Regions from separate parts of the Mus musculus genome. Here region 2 is linked to region 1. A link is a contact called in public promoter capture Hi-C data. All regions are on one chromosome and are shown on one strand. The core of a region is the stretch at or near the end of the contact, and the rest is flanking DNA. Distances in the headings are between cores, read along the strand shown. Region 1 holds the start of Alas2 (aminolevulinic acid synthase 2, erythroid). Region 2 holds the start of Pfkfb1 (6-phosphofructo-2-kinase/fructose-2,6-biphosphatase 1).

Region 1 (3,247 bases), core at 160-2,659:
TTCTGTCTTATTGACAGTGTCTTTTGCCTTACAGAAGCTTTGCAATTTTATGAGGTCCCATTTTTCAATTCTTGATCTTACAGCACAAGCCATTGCTGTTCTGTTTAGGAATTTTTCCCCTGTGCCCATATCTTCGAGGCTTTTCCCCACTTTCTCCTCTATTAATTTCAGTGTCTCTGGTCTTATGTGGAGGTCACAAAGTTATTCCTAAAGGAGAGGGGTAATCCCTGGGACTGTCCTACATTCCCACCCACGAGGGTGTGTTTAATTATAATACCTTTGGATTTAATACTGTAACTCCACTAAATAGTGGGCTTTTATGGAAAGACCTCCATTAGTTATTGGCATATGGCCATAGTTCCATTGCCCTAGCCTTAGGAAAGGCATGGGGAATACAATATAAGAGAAAATATTAAAAGGGGTAGAAAACAGAGAAACTAATATTTTAGCTGTATGTTCTAAGATGTACAGGAGAGTGTGGGTTCTGGGAGCATACTGTCAACTTTGTAGCCGAGGTATGTACTTTGTAGATGTGCAATTATTAGTAGCCCACCCTCCCAGTCTTAGGGTCTTTATCTGTGACAGAGATAACTGTGCCTCTGTCTTAAGATTCTTTTTTTATGTGAATAATCACTTTATTATCTGACTGTTGAAATTAAAATTCTTTAGTTTTGAAAAATAAATATAGATATACACCTGAGAATAAGACCTGAACATCTGTTTCTAGAATCCAATCCATTACAAATTCACACAAACCAGCCCAGTGCTGTGGGTTTCCTTCTACATGACCACAATGACATCAGCAGCCTTCTTTCAAATGATTTTCATTCCCAGACCACTGTGGACATTAAGAGCAAGTGTCTTAAGATTCTTATGAGGCTTAATTAATCAATGCAAAGTAATTACCCCCTCAAGGTACAGAGTAAAACCACTGAATCAACACAAACTGTTATTTTCTCAAACTAAGCACTGTGCCAAATATTTGTTCATTTATTGAAGTGACACAACATCCTTTGAGTTGATCTACTTTCCATGGAGGCTCACAGCTAGAACCCTTCAGAGCCCCAGTGCCTAGAGTGCCGAGAGTGTATTCTATGTCTGACTTCAGGGTCCTCTCCACGTGGACTTGCCTTTAGTGGCCTCCTTCATGGCTGAGGGAACTGAAGGTCAGAGGGATGGTTCTACAGAAGGTGCCCTGGATTTATAAGGATGGTCTGATCTCAAAATCGAATGAGTTAGTTTCACTACCCCAGAGGGAGTAGAGGAAGAAAACAGAAAGAGAAGGCACAGAACAAGGGGAGTGAAAGGAGACTACTTTGCTTTTTATCTTTAGCAGAGGCCTGAGATACCTTAAGGCCGAGGCGGAAGGGGGTGGGGTGGGGTGGGCGGGGCTGAGCAGGAGGCTGGGATGAAAGCTGCTTCCCAGCCCAGCCCACAGCACTCACCGTCTTTGGTTCGTCCTCAGTGCAGGGCAACAGGTAAGAGGTTCTTTCAGTGTTCTTTCTGGGCTCTCACCAACACTGTATGTTGACCCTGGGTGGACTTTTGACCTTCACAGAAACTCTCTTCTGTTTGGGGGTTTTCCTTTCTTCCTCCTCTCCCTCTCTCTCTCTCTTACTACTTTCCAGTACTTTCATCTTACTTCACTAATTCTCTGTCTGACATTCCTGCTTTCTGTTACTTTTCCCTCAAAGGACTTTTCTCTATCTCCTCAACCCCTCAAAACCCATTTCTGTCTCCTTAGTCTCCTTCTGTCTCTGTCTCTTCCTCTCCCCCATTTCTCTAGGAAAGGCATCTTCATATTTCTTCCAAAATTCTCCAGTCACCCCATTATCACTTGACACTTTCCCATCTGCTTGGCCTAGAACAGAGTGTGAGGTTTCAGAGCCTTGTGGGTAGGGGGTCAGATCCAGGGAAGGAAAATTGGAGGCTTTTGTGGGGGAGGGGGGGTGGTTAAGAATGGTAAGGCAAGATGCAGGAATTGAGAGGTTGCAAAATTAGTAGAAATAAAGGGAAAAGGCGGAAGAGAATTGTCATTGTACAGAAAAGGCAGATTTGGAGTCTCACTCTTAAGTCACTGTGAGATCCCAGGCAGGTCATTTATCCTTTGACAAAAGGGCCTGCCCACAGTTCCCACAAATTTCTTAGTTTTGTGGTATACATTCTTCTGTTTTTAATTGTCCTTTGACTTTCCAGGGTTGGAAAGAGGGCACTAGGAGGGGAGATAAGGCCTGATGCTTCACTGGAAGAAGCAAGGGATTCTTTTCCAGACTTAAATGATTCTTAATATCAAGCCACAAGTAATGGGAGACAGGGGACAGAAGAGCTGCAAGAGTGGCTTCTGGCTTCCCTGCTGGGATGGTGGCCCAGCTGATCTTTCTGGCCTATGGGACTGCAAATTAGGTGCTGACCTAAAAGGGAATTATAGACATACAGGGAAAAAAACCCTTTGAGTAATGATGCCACTTGTCTTGAGAATTCCCGTCCCTCTTTGATTTAGTTTTAAAATTACTCGAAATCTTTTCTATGTAGTGGGTTATATAAATCATTAAGTGGTGAAATGAATTCATAAATGTTCAATAGTACCCCAAATCCTACTTTAGAACATTTGGAGAAAGCATTGGTCATAAATTACTGTAACAGAGTGGCTTGGTGTCTAGAGTCAACTTCCCAGCTATGAAAATCGGGAATGTTTGGACCATAGATTCATGGTCGCTAAGTTAGAAGTCTCTGGAACCAGACTGCCTAAGCTGAAATTTTGCTTCCTTTACTTAACAGTTTTGTAATTTGGGTGAGTCACAGATCTTTTGGGGACCTCGGTGTCTATTTCCAACATCATCCTGAGGACTGAATAAGTCTATGTATGTAGAACATTGACAATGGTCAGAGCTTTGTTAATGTTTGTATATCAGAACCAGAAGATAAATTATGAAATTTCCAATCTAATCCAATGTCTGTGGAGAAAGTAAAGTTCAAAAGGGTGGAGGGGAGCAGGGGAGCCAAAGTACACATACAGTAAAAAAGTAACAAAATGAGACAAAAATCTCATCTCCAGCTTTCCAGACTTAGTCTGATATAAGCAAGGTGGAACTCTGATATATTTATGATGTGACTCCTTGGCTCCAGAGTATGTTTTGTCTGAGAAAAGATTTGCTACTTAGTCCTAACTGACTGGGAGCTATGCAGCCCAAACTAATATGCAATTTAGGATCCTGTTGTCACAGCTTGCTGTGGTGTCAAAATACCC
Region 2 (3,682 bases), core at 559-3,058, 47 kb after region 1:
TGCTCTAGAACATCAGAAGTTATTCCTCCTATTTACCAGAATCCAGCCTGTTTATTGTTCTCCCTTTCTCCCTTTCCTTTGCCCCCTAGTCTATACTCAGTTCCTCGCCAACCTCTTTTAGGTTTGTCCAGTAAGTGAGAGCATGTAGTGTTTGATGTTTTATGTCAGACTTAAGTTAACAGAAACCTAGAAATGAGTTTACCTTTCTAATTGATTCTCAGGAAGTCTTTACAGTGCAAATGTTAATCCTGTGTCACGACAATGTGCTCGAACTTGCAGATGACTTGAGGGAAAAAGATGAATCATTTCCTTCCCAAAGGAAGCGACAGTGTTGAATCATGTGTATTCCACATTCCCCAGGTTTCTCCATGTGTATCACATTGGCTCTTCGCTAACACCAAGGGAATGGACCCCACTACCCTTCCCTATATACTAAATGAAAAAGCAGAACAAAACAGAGCAACTGAGGCACTGAAAAGTTCAGTCTTCTGCCCGGTTTCTCATATCTAGCAATGGATGGAAGTAAGATTCCACCCAGAGAGTTTGACTCCAAATTCCATTTGTTCTTAACTGCTGTGCTCCGTTGCCTCAGTAGGCTCCTTAGATAGGTAGGCTTTGATGTTGAAAATCGTATATGCACAGCAACTGGAGTGACTCTAACCCTTGTATAGACTAAGGTTCTGAGAAGATATTTTAGGACGCATCTTAAAAGGCAAAGAAGAACTGGGGGCATTTGAGGGCAGGGACTGGAGATTTCTTTTCCCGAGAGATTGCCCTTGCATAGTCCAGCTCAGTGGAAGAAAGTTGAGCTTTCTAATACCCAATCACTGGAGGTTTGCTGGGGGTGGGAAGGTTACAAAGAATGAAGTAAAAGGGCACTTGGACATCTTCCAGGCAAGCCGTGCAGTTGCATGAATTCTACAGATAAAAGTCTCAAAATAACTGGGGGAATGGCAATACAAGTGGGGACAAGTAAAGGGGAGACATCTGGATGATATGTCTCTGGCCTATGGATTTGTGCTATTTAGATAGACACCATTGCCTCTTGTTCTTCATATTCTCCGCGGTGTGGTTTCCACCTCTCCTAAGATCCCATTCCACCACCTTGGCTCGAAGAGCTTTAGCCCCGGTTTGAATTAGATTGTGATGCCTTTAGTGCTGGCTCATCTCAGCATTGGCGGCCATGGGAGCTGCGTTTACTTATCGGCTCTCTGCCAAGTAATGACTGCCTTCGCTCTTATTCCCAAGGTGCCAGATTTACTCTGATTTATTTAACCTTGGTTGGAGAGAGTATAAAGATGATCAGATAGTGCCGATCTCTTTAGAGTGCCCAGGACAGCTCATTTTAAGAGGGAGAGGTCCCATGGAAAGGCAGGGAGCAGACTCCAGGGAAAGACAGTTTTACAGTGCCTTGTTGAATAGGGTGAGCGGTGAGGTAGTTTAAGTCTACTTCCAGTTTCAGCCTTTAATTGCTAGCTCAAAACATTGCATTTTGAATTTAGGAACAGTATGTTTGTGGTTTTGTTGTGGGGATCCTTGTACTGAATCTCTGTTTCTGAGTTGGAGCTTAACATTCTAATTAGGCCTGCTTTTTTTTTTTTTAATTTCAAAGCTTAGACCTACCTCCATCACCTTTGCCATGCCACACAACACAGGATGTAAGCACATGATCTTTGGTCTGTTATTTGCATACTCTACTAGTCCTGCCTTCATTGGCGGGAAGTAACTGGCCAGACCTGGGCTGTCTTGCTGGCTGCCTTCCTTGCTGGGCTCCAACTTATCTTCTATATACATAGCCCTTGGAGTTCAGAGGCCTCTGCTGACTTCTGCTCAGCCTCTGGCTCTCGGCACCCACATCCCCACTTGTACATCCGGGAGCAGAAGAAAAAGACAGAGCTGGAGATAACCTGTGAGAGGCTCAGAAGCCCAGTGCATCCCCCTGTCATCACCCCTGCCTACCTGCTGCTGTGGCCACGGCAACAGACAAGACAGCTAGGAACATAGGAAGTGAGGTCCAATACCTTGTGGGCAGTGGTGTCATTAGCTGCAACGCCTAAGATGTCTCGAGAGATGGGAGAACTCACTCAAACCAGGTTGCAGAAGATCTGGATTCCACATAGCAGCAGTAGCAGCCTGCTGCAGCGGCGAAGGGGCTGTAAGTGGGGGTTGTCATTTGTGGGTGGTGGAGGTGGGTGGGTCTAGAAGAACAAACGCTGTTCCCCATCCACTCCTACCCTCACACAGAAGTTGGACTAGATGATCAGTTGAACGAAATTGCTAGAGGCTAATGTGAGAAAGGATATGGAAGTAAGAGAAAGGCAGGTAGAGAAGACAAAGAGTGAGGCTCAGATAAAAAGAGCCCAAACTATGGGGACCCCCGACCTAAGGGCCGTCTCTCTTTATTCGAGAAATTGTCAGAATGCTGCTTCTCTGGAACGTGAGTGTCCTAGTGTAGTGCTACCCGAGAATATTTTATTTTAGCTCCTCTTATGAAAGATCTGGAAACAGGTCTTGTTTAATTTATGCCAGGGTGAAAGAAGGTGATGGTTCCTGGCATGGTGTCTTGGAGGCTAGGTGCTGAGTCCACAACACTACCATATCACTGGTCCGAATTGCCCTTCCTCTTAAAAATAAGTCTGTGCCCCGGCTGGGAACGACTGAGTACATTGCCTTGACATTTAGAGACAGTCTTGCTGTTCTGAGGACTTGAGGGGAAAGACAGTGTCACAAAGCCTGGTCTGTTTCTGAGTTGGAGCTTAACATTCTAATTAGGCCTGCTTCCTTGATTTCAAAGCTCAGACCTTTGTCATTTTAAGGAGGAACAGAGGCAAAGTTTGTAAATAGGCTTTGAAACCGAAGTATACAATTTCTCATAGATAAGCAGGGATAATCGTGCAACAAGGTGTTTCCAGCCCAGCTTGAGAGACCAGAAGGGGGCTAGAGATAAGACATCTGTGGCCTGCAGGACTCGGACAGCTAAGGAAGCTGCTGGACTCTTAATGTTAAGGGAGGGGTAGGCCTAATACATAAGGGGAACAATACTTCATCATAGCAGTTTCAGGGAGATGTAGGATATTAGATTAGTACATAGGATGAAGGATATGTATAGAAGAAGCAGAGTGGAGCACAAAATCCTGTTCTCCATTGTTCTTTCCATCAGCAATTCTAAATACTCCTCTAGAGAGAAAGGAATCTGGATGAGAGAATAAGGTTCTGCATACGTAGGTCTCCCAGAGTGAAAACCCCTATATTCTTGAGAAATCTGCCTTTCAAGTTGGAGAGGCAATATACATTAATGACTTTGCAGTCATGTAGAAGATACAGAAGACAGCTGGCCATGACCAATACTCAGGAGGCAGATTCGGGGGAACTTCCTGCAAGTTTGAGAACTAGTCTTAGCCTCACAGTAGATTCTCAGCCACGCAGGCCTATATAGCAGGCTCCATCTCAAAAGCAATCCAAGCTTGGTCTCTGTAACTCCTTGCATGGGTGTTTTGTTCCCAATTCTAAGAAGGGGCAAGGTGTCCACACTTTGGTCTTCGTTCTTCTTGAGTTTCATGTGTTTTGCAAATTGTATCTTGTATCTCGGGTATTCTAAGTTTCTGGGCTAATATCCACTTATCAGTGAGTGCATATCATGTGAGTTCTTTTGTGACTGGGTTACCTTACTCAGGATGATGCC

The links. Capture Hi-C pulls out chosen DNA fragments and counts their contacts.
Region 2: a contact with region 1 is called in a promoter capture Hi-C map of adipose tissue. The contact joins the promoter of Pfkfb1 here to the promoter of Alas2 in region 1. A contact is called at or near these places in 1 of 39 promoter capture datasets (macrophages), 1 of 15 datasets of contacts at CTCF or cohesin (the G1E-ER4 cell line), 7 of 484 Hi-C or Micro-C datasets (embryonic fibroblasts, embryonic stem cells, liver and 1 more), 7 of 115 datasets of contacts at active chromatin or transcription factors (the 230-238 cell line, the SCID.adh cell line, cardiomyocytes and 3 more) and 4 of 9 other capture datasets (adipose tissue, liver, macrophages and 1 more).

The regions. Positions count from the first base shown.
Region 1 is chrX:150,546,008-150,549,254 of GRCm38.p6, forward strand. Alas2 (aminolevulinic acid synthase 2, erythroid) reads left to right here and starts at 1,410. Exons shown (of 11, transcript NM_009653.3): 1 at 1,410-1,478. It overlaps Mir3620 (microRNA 3620), which reads right to left and starts at 1,438; the gene lies at 1,378-1,438. It also overlaps a transcript of Apex2 not described here.
Region 2 is chrX:150,592,620-150,596,301 of GRCm38.p6, forward strand. Pfkfb1 (6-phosphofructo-2-kinase/fructose-2,6-biphosphatase 1) reads left to right here and starts at 1,809. Exons shown (of 14, transcript NM_001374173.1): 1 at 1,809-2,155. The coding sequence starts at 2,059.